Linked DNA regions of Triticum aestivum: region 2 is linked to region 1. A link is a contact called in public HiCAR-type data. All regions are on one chromosome and are shown on one strand. The core of a region is the stretch at or near the end of the contact, and the rest is flanking DNA. Distances in the headings are between cores, read along the strand shown. Region 1 holds the start of LOC123162745 (putative U-box domain-containing protein 42). Region 2 holds the start of LOC123157144 (amino acid transporter AVT6A).

What was found. HiCAR-type assays count read pairs that join an accessible place to other places.
Region 2: a HiCAR-type map of leaf shows a contact between it and region 1, with 9 times the contacts expected there. The contact joins the promoter of LOC123157144 here to the promoter of LOC123162745 in region 1. A contact is called at or near these places in 1 of 5 Hi-C or Micro-C datasets (leaf) and 1 of 1 datasets of contacts at active chromatin or transcription factors (leaf).

Annotation. Positions count from the first base shown.
Region 1 is chr7B:141,168,936-141,175,618 of IWGSC CS RefSeq v2.1, reverse strand. LOC123162745 (putative U-box domain-containing protein 42) reads left to right here and starts at 2,842. Exons shown (of 4, transcript XM_044580509.1): 1 at 2,842-3,191; 2 at 3,898-4,998; 3 at 5,184-5,493; 4 at 5,919-6,683. The coding sequence starts at 3,186.
Region 2 is chr7B:141,371,943-141,378,476 of IWGSC CS RefSeq v2.1, reverse strand. It overlaps LOC123157144 (amino acid transporter AVT6A), which reads right to left and starts at 4,062. Exons shown (of 5, transcript XM_044575387.1): 1 at 3,266-4,062; 2 at 1,733-1,885; 3 at 1,093-1,296; 4 at 354-819; 5 at 1-44. The coding sequence starts at 3,686.

The DNA of each region.
Region 1 (6,683 bases), core at 1,593-4,092:
GGTTCCGGATGAAGGCCTGTGTCCGTTGTAGATTCTGCACTGCACCGTTCTCCCTCTTAAGGGCGTTGTCGTGGAGTTTAGATATGTTAGGTCGTTGGGGGGGGGGGGGGGGGTGTTTAGGTCTGTAGGTGTTCGTTGTTGGTAGTGTAATCACGCTTTGTATTGGCTTTGTAACAGGACTACCTCATAAGTTTGTATCGTGTGGCCGTGTACTTTTTCGGTTGTTGTTTTATGTATAAAGCTGGGTGAAATGGTAGCCACCTGTCTTTGCCGGCAGGCTCGCTTTACCCGAGAGACCCAAACCCGTGTGAAGCTCTCCCACAGGTGGTCAGGTGAATAGTTTCACGGTAAGGTACGTGTTGTCATGGGCGCTGCGGCCGAAGACAAGAAAAGCAACTCTCGTTCGCCGCGTGCGCCCTCGCTCGCTTTGCTCCAGAGCACAGTTGCGTTGCACAGTGGATCACGATGTACCCAGCCCTACCGTACGTGCTCACGCGCGACCCTTCCCTTCCCCACCACGCTACACTACACTAACATCATCATACAGTACTCCCTCCGTAAACTAATATAAGAGCGTTTAGAATACTAAAGTAGTGATCTAAACACTCTTATATTAGTTTACAGAGGGAGTACATTGTAGTGTAGCGTGATCGAGCGCAAAACTTTGGTGTGGAAGCCAAGCCAAGATACGCGTCACCACCGACGTCCCGGGCGGTCCGTCCGGTGGCATGTCCGAGCCCGGAAAAAAGGGCCACGCCCACGCTCACGCCGACGCGCGCGCGGTGGTTGGCGATCTCATCGAGCCCGGCCACAGGCTGCCCGTGCCCATAGGGCACGCACCTAAACCAACTGTCACGACACGGAAAGCTTCTTGTCCCGTCCGCCGCTGCCGCGGCCGCTCTTCCTCCCGCTGTAGCTGATCGCAGTGAATGCATCACCGCCATTCCGCCGAGACTGAAATGCTACTGTGATCATTTATATTTATACTGGTACTACGGCTGTGATCATCTGAAACGGGTCAAGATCGACATTCTTCGGTCCTCAGCCCTCACCTGGCAGGCGAACGCCGTCCTTGCCGCGATTTCGTCCGTCCACACCTGCAGCACAGTGTCCGTCTCGTTCATACGCGTCGGACAAGAAATTAAGAAAATACTACTGTACTGGACAGTGGACGATATCTACGCACGCAAGCGGATTGCGATCGGCCCGCCCGGGGTGGCGCCCATGTCGACGCGACCCACACGCTGGCGGACGGTTTTGCCCCTGCCCGATCGGGCTGCAAGTGTCCCAGTCGTCCGTAGCTAGCTATCGCCGTCGACTGGATCATCATCATAGAATAGCACACTAGTAGCCATCACGCCGCGGTTCCATTTAGAATGGTTCCACGCGCTTGATCGTTCTTGTAACCCACTGGTAAAGACAAGTTGAGGTTTTTGTGCCCACTGGTAACCTGACCTTGCTTGTAGCTTGCTAATCCATTCTTGCCGGGTAAATTCTGTGCTCTTGTCTTGCACCAGCCGTCATACCGCTATTTTATTCATGCTCTTGTGTCTAGGATAGGCGCATCTCGACGATGTAGAATTAGTCGATGGAGACGGTAGTTAATTAACTCAGGAATCTGCGATGAAATCGAACATTTCAAGAGCTAGGTTACATAGGTTGAAAAGCTCAACGAACATTATTATTCAATTTAGCCCAGTTCCGTCGGTCCTTATCTGTACGCAATGTACTAGCTAGGTTAGTTGTTAGTACCATTAACTGTGTTATTTTTCTGAAAGATGTTGTAATTTGTTACTGACTGTACCACTCGATCGTACGCACCTCCACCCCTGAGCAGTACCGCTGGTACTACTCTGGTAGCCATGATTAGTTATTTTGCTGCGGGGCATAACCATGCATGATTAGATTAGTGACTGTAGTGAATCGATGACGCATCCCATGATTCCAGCACGATCTAGGAGCAACTAAATAAATCTCAGCAACTTCTTAACCCTAATAACTTACTTCTTCCACTCGCAACACAATGTACACTACTGTACCCCTTTTTTTTTTTTTGCGAGGAATGTACTACTGTACTGTACTTGCTAGCGCCCTCCAACGCCTAACCGTAACAATATCTAGATCGACGATCGGAACTCGAATGCTTTTCTCCTTTCACAGAAGATGGTTCTTTCTTAGATTAGAGCGCTCACTTAATGAGCTTCGCCGCCACCATTCAACCGATTCGGGGATCATCAATGCGGCAGCCATGCCATGCCTTCATGATGAGGCAAATGGAGCGGAGAGGAGAGCAGAAAGAAGGAAGCGTATGATCCAAGAACTCATGAATCAGGGCGGTCCACAGCTCAAAAATGCTGCCATAATGCTGTCTCTCGCCTGCACTTTCCTTCACCACCATCATTTGAAATAGGGGTAATTCTGTGAACTTACGTGGAAAAGAAAAACATGCAAAGTTTCCGAGAACTTGCCCCGTTCATCACCAAAATTGACCGCCGTGCTGGGGTTATCGATCGATTTGCAGGCCATCTTGCCTTGCCTGACCGAAACCTCAGTGCAATTAACATTGCCAGGCCTGAAGTCGCCGTGGACAAAGAACGAACGCAGCGCAGTCGACATGCCATGCCAGGCCTGCGTGGACAGAAAACGAAGGTGGCATATGTGGTGGTGTCCGTTGCAAGCATGCGGTCGCCGGGCACCACCTCCACCGCCAGCAAAGTCAAACGCCTTTGTACGCTTCCCACGGCGCACTATCTACAAATATGAACAATAAACAAGCGCGGCAGGGGCACTACCGGAAAACCCGTTAAAAAACTGGGCCGCTTTACCGATCTCCAATCCAGGGAGCCAGCCAGGCCAGGGAGGTTGCTTTAGACGACCTCACTTGACTGGGTCCCCGTGCGGCGCCATCTCCCATCATTTCATTCCGACCTCCCTCCAATTTATTTTTGTTCCTCTCGATTCTTCTGCCGCGCTCAGCCGGGCGGTGCGGCGCTGTTCGTTCGTTCGTTCGTTCGAGGGCTGGACGGCGCGGGGGCGGTGGCGGTGGGCAGGAAGCGGAGGAGGAGAGAGATAGAATGCTCTCGCGGCACCGGTAGCCACCTTCTCCCCGGGTCAGCACGGCGGGTGGCGGGCAGGAGGGCGGCCGAGGAAGCGGCGGCCCCGGTTCTTCGGGTCAGGGGGCTTGGATGCAGGTATGTGTGTTGCTGAGTCGCCTTCTCTTCTTCTGGCGACGAGCCGTTTGATTCAGTTCAGGGTGGTGTCAACTGTCAGGCACTAGCGTAGGTTTTCAAGAAAAAATCACAGTTCCTTCCTGTGTTGTTCTTGTTTGTGTTCGTCTTGTGTGGGGATTACTAAGCCTTGTGGGAGGGAAAGGAATCATAGGGTTTTAGGCGGTCTTGTGTGGATTTGGCATCGGGAGTGGGGAAATGAAGCCGAGGCCGTTCCATGTGCTCAAATGTTATTTTCAACTGTTATTTTCTTCTTCTTCCCCTTCAGCGTATTTTCTATCTTCTTTCAAGGAGTGCCCGAAAACCAGCGTGTTCCCCGTTTCCAAGCACTTCATAGTACAAGTCTTTAATTTGGCTGTTTATTTTCAGTAAAGCGAATTCCAATTCTTATTCGTTCATAGTACTTACGGGAGATGCCACTTTCTTGAAACCATTTTGTCAACAATCGGGGATTGGGGGAAAGTGGCAGCCCCGTATCGTATCCTCCGATTGTTGTAGAATCAATTCCCCCGTCAACTTCAGATTGTTTTAATCTAATATAAAATCTGTCGGTTAATTATTTATAGTTTGCTGGTGTGAACTCTCAACCGTCATTTTCCATGAGAACAGCCCCTCTGTCTTTGGAGTTGGATGCATTTGCTTGGGTGCCTGACGTGTACTTGTTTTTCAGAGAAGTGAGGGACAAGCCCGGAAGGCGGCACTCGCCGAGTCCATAGCGGCAATCTCCGAGGTCATGTCGACAATGGCCTCCGCCGATGTCGGCCAAGAGAAGTTCATGGATGCAGGCAGCCGTCTTCAGCGCGTGCCCCCGGCGACATTGGAGGTGCAGAGGGTGCAGAATTCCCCGACCAACGTGATGCACATAGCCGAATATCTAGCTGCCAATGTCGACCTCGCCAAGGACCTCGTCGCTAGGTGCAGCGCCGTCGCGCAGCAGCTCATGGATGAAGACCTCCAGAGCATAACCGAGGACCTTGAAAATGTGATAAAGAACATCGGTCATGAGCTCGGCCGGATACCCGCTTCAGCATTTGGTAGCAACAGGTGTGCGGATGCAGCAGCCGGCATGCACCTTCAGGTCACTGCAAACGGGCAGCATCCTAATGATCAGCGTTCCTGTGATGGCTATTCTGAGGGCGACATGACGATAGTTGTGGCAAATGATAGGCCCAAGAGAAGAGCACTGCACGACGGCGACATGCCAAGGTTGGTAGACTTCCTGCAGGGAATGTACCATGAGTCTCACGAGTTCGGTGGGCAGTCGTTCAGTTCACTCCCTGAAGTCGCAGAGTATGTTGAGCCGCTGTATGATTCTTTCTTCTGCCCACTCACAAATAAGGTCATGGTCGATCCCGTGACTACCGAAAGCGGAGTAACATATGACAGGAGAACCATTGAGGAGTACTTTGACAGTTTAACGGATGATTCTGAACCTGTGATCTGCCCGGTTACGAAAATAGCGATGCAGAGCAAGACTCTGAGGACTAATGTTCCACTCAAGAGCACAATCGCGGAATGGATTATGAGGAATGAAGCAACACGGATCAGAATCGCACGTACTGCTCTCTCACTGGCAAGGACGGAGGCTATGATACTTGAAGCCATACATGAGCTGAAGCTGCTTGCCAGGACGAGGAGAAAGAACAGGGAGCAGATGCACAAGATTGGCATAACCAAGTTCCTTGCACGTCTGTTAGAGCACAAGGATGCACTGATACGCTGTGACTCACTGGAGCTCCTCTGCCTGCTGGTCGAAGATGAGCCAGGAAAGGTAAGGAAGTCTGAAATGTTCAGCTTTTGTGAAATCCCAGCTTGGCCATGTCAAAATTATTTTTCGAAATCACCATGTGAAACTTAATGAAATGCTGAAATTAAATTATTGGTAGAGTCCAGTTTCAATTTGTGTTGGTCCTGCATCTTAGATTAACAACTCAAATGTTGCCTCTTGACGTGCAGGAAATCATAGCAAAAACCAGGGCTGTCTCAAGGACAATAAAGCTGCTTTCTAGTAGTAGTTCGGATGAAAGACATGCAGCTATCTGTTTCTTGCTAGAGCTTTCAAAATCAGAGTTACTGTTAGAAAACATCGGGTCAACTGCTGGAAGCATATTAATTCTGATCACGATGAAATTCAACAACTCCGATGATCCGATTACTTCAGAGAAGGCCGGAGAGGTCCTCCAGAACCTGGAGAAATGCCCAAAGAATATCAAGTACATGGCTGAAAGTGGCTACTTGGACCCTCTCCAAAGGCATCTCGTTGAAGGTAATATATTTTTCCTGTGCAGAAACATACCTGACTTCCTCCATTTTTTAAAATTTCCACATAAAACAAAGAAAATAGTTTTTTTTCCTTGTAAAAAAAATCCAAATTCAGAACTGTGGATGAGTAACTGAAAACATTTGCCTTGCAGTAATAAGAACAGCTCCCATTTTGTCCTAACAATTTCTAAAATAGAATTACTACAGTGGGAGTTACTACTCATGTTTCAACAATTTAACAATGCGGCAGTACAAATTTGTTTTGCAACAAGTGAGCTAATCGTAAGTTCAAATTAGAACTCGTGCACTGGTGACTGATTTGAGGGGTTTCCTAAAAAAAACTATACTATTAAAAAAACTCATACTATTCATTGTACTTGCACCGCTCGTGCCAAACATCACTAACTAACGTGAATATGCATGAAACAGGGTCGGAAGATGTGCAGATGGAAATGGTGGGTTACCTCGGCGAACTAGTCCAGAAGCAGGAGATGACCATTAACATTGCCGGGAGCGCATCGGAGATACTTATCAAGATGGTGCACAGCGGCAATGCTAGTATCTGCAAGGCGGCGCTTGATGTCCTGGTCCAAATATCTTCTCACCAGCCCAACGGCAAGACACTTGTGGACGCAGGCGCTGTTCCAGTCATGGTTGAGGCGCTCTTCATCCGAAAAATCGATGATGAGCCCATGGGATCCAAAACCGAGGCTGCAGCAGTACTTGCCAACATCGTCAAATCTGGCATGAACCCAGAGGCCATTGTTGTCAACAAGGAAGGTCATGTTATCACCTCCAAGTACTCGGTTTACAACTTAGCACACATGCTCAGGTGCTCCATGCCCGACGATCTCAACCTCAACATTTTGCGCGTGCTGCTCGCGCTCACCGCGCTCCCCAAGCCGCTCGCCACGGTGGTCTCAGTCATGAAGGAGCAAGATAGCAGCCAGACCGTGATCGAGTTCATGGGTTCACCTAGCGAGGCGCTTGGCATTGCTGCGACAAAGCTGCTCACTGCATTGTCCCCACAGATGGGGCACACCATTGCCGAGAAGCTGTGCAAGGTGCCTGGGCAGCTGGGCAGGCTGATCAGGAGCATCAGCCAGTTGGGGCGGATCACAGAGCGGCATGCCGTTTCTGCGACGCTCCTGTCAAAGCTGCCCTATCAGCATCTGACACTCAACCTCGCGCTGC
Region 2 (6,534 bases), core at 2,813-5,312, 200 kb before region 1:
TGGCCAGAATCTTGTCCCACTTTTTCGCTATGCTGTGCGGATCCCTGAGATATGGAAAGCCACATGAATTAGATCACAAAACAAAGGACTGTGTTAAAGAACTAAACCTGCCCTTAATTGTATTAGGTCTACTGCCCATTGATAAAATGGTCACATAATACAGCCATAATCCACAAGCGCATTTCAAAGTCACCATGGACAGTGTTACAGCAGGTTTCTTTCTGCCTTATCTTAATTTGGTTAGGCACTGGTAGTGTGACATAGTAGAGGCAGAAATGAAGACGCATAATCTATTATTTATTTTACGAAGATAGGAGGACGTATGATGAAAAACTTGGAAAGTATCAACTTACCTTAAAGTGATTGCAGCTGGGAAAATGAAGGCAATACAAACAGCAGCAGTAGCCCCGGTAAACTGGAAGGCATCCCAGATGCTAGGAATGAAGTTTGCGGATATGAAAATCACAAGGAGGAGCACCGCTGTCATTACACCAAACCTTCTGTTATCAGAAGATAAGGGCATTGCAGAGGAAAAGAGAAGCCCATCCAAATTAAGCCGCAGTGCGTGGAATATCATGGGGAACACGAGCATAAGGTGGATAGCATAGCTGACTCTGACAGCATCACTAAGAACTGAACTATATGGAATGCCGAGGTTTGAATCAAAGTTAGCGAGCACATCAGCGAGTGTAGATTCACCAAACAGAAGATATCCAAAGAAACTTGTTGTGATATAAACAGTTGAGCATAGAGCCAGTGATGTGTGCACTATTGGCTTGATCTGGGAAGACTCCTTCAGTTCATTATGGATTGGGTGAACTGCAAAATATCAATAGGATGCCCTTAGATAACAAGCAAGATACCTTTCTGGAAATTAGCTACAAATTTCAAAAATATGTTTCAATTTTATGTTTTAAACCAATATAATCATTCTAGCTCGGTCGTGCATTTGTATTTTTATACCATTAACAACGAGATGCATACGGTCAATGAAGATTTCCAGGGCATGCAACTTTACAAATCTTATCGCCCATCTTTCTGAAAACTTTCTTCATGATTTTTTTCTCAATAAGGATAAGGATTATCTCGTACCGTTATAATGGCAAACATAAGCAGTGACAAGAACTGGCACTGCTGTGAAAAGTTCCCAGACAGATGCCAAATCAGGAACTGCAGGGAACAATTTGGGCATCGGAATTTGTCCTCGTATCAATTTCACAATAGCAATTCCGGCAGTGATAACAACGAATACAACTGCCAAAGCAACAGATATGGCAGATGTATAGCTCAGTGAATCTGCGAGAGATAAACAAAAGAAATGTGTTATCAGATACTTCCTCCGTCCGGGTTTATTAGGCCTAAAGACAATTTCTCTTAGACCAAGACATATAGTAATTTGCGCACAATAATTCTTCCATTTCACTCCCAATGCACTCTCTCACATGCATGCAGCCAATAAAAAAACATGCATGAAGTGTATTAATTTCCCAGCCATGGCACCAATAACAATGACTTTCAATGCAACAAATGAAATGATTGCACGCATGCACCTTTCCAAAACGAGGCCTTATAAAAAGGGACATGCTTGTGATGCTGAGAGGCCTTATAAACCCGGACGGAGGGAGTACTCATGAACAAAACATAGTAGCAGAATGCGGAACTAGCCAAAGGCTTCTCTTTTCGACAGAAGAAAAGAACAGTAATAGCCAGCTTTCTCAAGCACATCACTTACCGACACGCTTGAAACACGCTAGTGGAGTAAATACACCGAGAGTAGTAACCAGGAGAACAAAGAATCGCCCATTCCACCAGTGTGTGCCAAACCATCCTTCTAATACACCATAGTGGTGCTCACCACCAGAGGACGTTCCAGAAAGCACATCACCTAGAGATAAAGAGTAGTTGGTTGTATATTAGAACCAATCCCCACAATTCAAGCACCAAGAACCGCGACCTTTACAAAAGGTGGCATTTAACCAAAAATGCAAAAAGTAACAAATATATATTTAGTGCTTCCACTTTGCATTTTTGTTGGGAGGTGTATATAATGAAGGGGGAGTTAAACATTATGCAGCAACAAGAATGCAGGTGTACTGACCAAGCATCACCGGAGAAACAAACAGAGTTGACAGAAAAGAGAATTTATTCGTCAATCACTCTAACACTGCATTTCAGTTAGTACACCAACATTTCTCTTCATCAACTCTGGAGTTAGAGGATTTATCAGAGCATTTCCACCTCCCTCAATCAGAAGAGCTCGAGTGTTAGTGGATTTGGTTCTCCTGGCTGCTGAGGTGCAACTTTCAACAGATGATGACATTTGGCAATACCCCTCTGTGGCTCTCAACTTTCAGGTCTCTAAAACCTATAAGCTCCTAATGGGGGAACACTTGGTTCTGCCTGTCATTAAGTGGCTCTGGCATACCTGCTGTCAGTTGAAGCACAAAATTTTCTTTCGGCTCCTGGTGGACAACAGGCTAAACACTCGAGCTCTTCTTCATAGAAAGGATTTCTACATTGCGATGGATACAAGAGACAACTTATTCTTTCATTGTCCTTTTGCAAGAACATGTTGGTCATATATTTGCCCCAACTGGATGCCTCTGCAACAAGGGATTCAGGCTGACATAAACTCCCTGAAACTGGCCCTGGGAATACCATTTTCGTTGGAAATAATCATTCTAGTATCCTGGATTTTTCAAAGGCATCCCACCCAGCTTATATGCTTGCAGAAAGAAGTTCAAAACAGAGCTTGGATGGCTCTCTTTCAGAGCTACCAGGAAGAACTATGCCAATTTTGGTAGTTGGATCGGCTCTTTGTATAGCTTTTGCTTCAGGGAGGATCTTTTCCTTTTAATTTGTTGTTGTTGTATTTACTCTATGTATAGTTCTTTTTTTTCCTGAACCATTTCGTTTGTGCCTTATTTTTTGAAAAAACAATAAAAATACGCAGCAGAGTCCTGTTGTTTCCCTCAAAAAGAAAGTTACCACATCAGAACTCATAAGCTACTCTACATGCAGCAACCAATAGTGGTGTAATACTAGCTGTTCTTAAAGTGGTACTGTACTAGTTACTGCCCAAAATGGTACTGCTAAGAAGCTATACTGATGGTTTCTGCCTGATAGTGGTGTATTAGCTACCCAATGGAGTAGTACTAAGCACAAATAAGATTCCAAAACCACGAGAAGATTCAGCCTGTACATAAGCAAATGAACACCATACTGAATAAATAACACCGAGACAGCATGGCTGAGATGTTTTTACCTATAATAATCATGTACACGATCATGACCCCGACGTTGTTGACCACGACGCAGACCTGGAGCAGCCTCCTTCCCCACCACCCGAAGGCGTCCCCCATGACGGCGCCGTAGGACGGCGCGCCGACGACGCCGCTGAACCGCATGAGCAGCTCGACGGAGGCGTCGGTGAGGAAGGCGGCGAGCACGATCATGACCAGGCCGGGGAGGAGGCCGAGCACCTTCATGGTCGCCGGCAGCGCCATGATGCCGGCGCCGACGATGGTGGTGGACAGGTTGAACACAGCGCCGGCAAAGGAGGCGCCGTTGAACTCGTGGAAGGCGGCCTCGTCGTCGCCGCCGTCCTCCCCCTCCCATCGCCGCTTCGTCGGGAGCAGCGGCTCGCTGCTCTCCGGGAAGCTCTCCGTGACGGCCCCGGTCGTCATCTCCGGAGAGGCCGCCGCTCTAATGGAAGAATCCAACAGAAAGAAAAAGCACAATCTTTGCGGAACAGCTGATTCCTATGACTCAAGAAAGAAGCGATTTCCAAATCAGAATGCTTCAAGAGCCGGAGCTCGAAGAACAACCATGGATTTCAACGCGCGGCGGCGGGAGATACAGAGAGCGCTACTACAGATCTTCGAGCTGAGATCAGGTCCGCCACGAATTTCGCTGGGGAGGACCCAGGATTCCTCAGCTACCGGATTGGCGGCGGGGATTCCCTTCCGTGGCGTCGAAGCGACAGAAGCGGAACAGATTAATAACGGAGGAAATGGCCAGAGCGATGCTGTGGAGAAAGCTTCTTGAGCCCACTCTCCTCCTTGTGTGTTGAGACCTTAGATAACGACAGCAGAGGTTGTCAGGTCAGGTGGGGCGCGGGCAAGCAGAGCAGAGCACAATTGACAGGCTGCATCAGAAACCGGAGAAAAATGCCTTCTCGGTCTACGGTTGAGACTTGAGACTGAATTTGAGTTTGTTACTGTAGGATTTTTCATAAATAGTTTCCTTATATTTTACTGTAAAAATAGGAAGAATCACCTGTTTTTACAGCTTGTGATGAATCGCTTCGTGCAAAGAAAGAAAGAAACGCGTTCAAATTTTCTTTTCTATTAGAGACCAGCGTCTTGGGATTAATTTGAGGTTTATCAAGTATCCACAGGTTTAGGTAAATATCTAATGTAGGCAGAGTCGTGACGGTTTCGAGGAGTTCAAACTCACTCTGTGCATTTTAAAACCGAACCGAAAAACCATACCGAAAATAAACCGAACCGAACCGATTTTTTTGTTTTTATGGTTTCTGGTTTCGGTATGGTATGAACTTTTCATACCGATTTGAACTTTGATTTTTATGGTATATACCGAAAAACCGAATGGTTAACCGAATAAACCGAAGTAAAAGATAAATTTATATTTCTTGAGATGAACAACCGTACAAGTTGTCATTTTTCTTGTACATGAGTCAAATTCACTACTAAGCACCTACATTTTTCTTGTAACATTGTCATTTTTCTCTTTTTAAAATGCTAAGCACGTCCATAACCATCAACAGATGAATCAATGCATGCATATATACTTATATATATAGTTATATACTATTTGTGTAAAATAGAATGTGTTTTGAGTCATAAATTTACAAATTATTATTACGTCATTTTCAAATTCGCGTCAACTTTGGTTTTTATGGTATATACCGAAACCATACCGAAATAATTTGATATATACCGAAACCGAACCGTATTTTAATTTCATACCGTATTTACCGAAGTATTAATACCGTACATACCGAAAAACCGTATAAACCGAATCATGTAAACCGAATAAACCGAACGCACAGGGCTAGTTCAAACAACCTCTGTCCTTTGGGTAGCAAATTTTCGTTCACTCGATTTACTTCAATTTTGACAGTTTGTGCTTCCGTCTCTTTCATATCATCTTCTCCTCTCATCGGGCGATAGCTCCGGCAATGGTAACGACAAATTAACCATCTGAGCGGCTGCCCTCGGTTCGCACATTTCATGTTTTTGTTGGTTGTAAGCATATTATGAAAAGGAAAAAGGGGGAATCCATGAATGACGTAGTAAAACAACTTTCTTCTGCAAATTACGACCAAGCCTCAGGGCATGTACAATGGTAGCATATGGATACATATGCCTCATGATAAAAAGTATTTTGAGACATCTGCATTTATTTTTTCTCCCCAATGCAATCTATCATTAGTGGGCCTCATTAAGAAATAGAAAATAAAAACTCTAGTACACATGCATCTCTATTTTTTACTTCAACTTTTTCAAATTTTGTCACGGACCACACTTTTTCTCTTCAAGCACCCGTCTCCTGAAGAGGATCCCGCTTCCCTATCCGAACCTCCTTTACGTCATACCCGATCCTACATGGCATGCGAGGCATCACCTTGAGGCTATGCATTGTACATGCCCTCAGACTACCCCAGGATGAAGTGATCTACTCTCCATCACACATGGCCCCAACTAAGCTGACTTATTTATTTCTCAAAAAAAACTAAGCTAACTTATTCGATGGAAAATAGTGCCAGCGTTTGTCCTTTGTTGTTGATTCCTCGTCACTCCTTGTGTTGTCTACACATCTTCGAGTACTCGTAGAATACCCCACACATTTGTATGTTTCCTCGAGTCGTCGCTTCCATGGTCCATGTGCCGGAACAAACTGGTTGGGCCATGTCCATGTGGGTGTCTACTCACGATACTCTCGGCCGAGGGAATCATGATACTCCACCTACCTTCAACTCCATTAGCTAAGAACAATAATAATAATACCCGTGTGTTAGAGCATCTACAGTTGCATATGGCAAATCCGGACTTCAAACGCCCGGCGCGTCCGCGGGCACTGAGCGATCACTTCTCAAATTACGTCTTTCATGTTCACGTATCTCATATCGAACCCCCTATATCCATGCTAAACCATGCAACATCCATAAAAACAACATAGATCACCAACGGATAAAGAAACAGACATGTAAATGCATAGTCTGTTCATCAAAAGATCACGGTCGCATTTTCAAAAGATCACCAAAGTTCACATAATGCACAAGTTAAAACTGCATCTAAAAACTTGAAATTAAAATGGAGAAGGTGGATCTTCGCCACTTCCTCGCCGGCCCTTTCTCGTTCAGGTCGCCCACGTAGCTGTAGGCGTCGACATCTGGTGGAGGATCATCCGAGTCATCAGACAAGGCACCGTGGTCGTCGTCAGAGGAGGAGGAGGAGAGAATTATGAGCCCTTTGAGCCGCCGGACGGCCCAGTCCTGCTGTCGTTTGA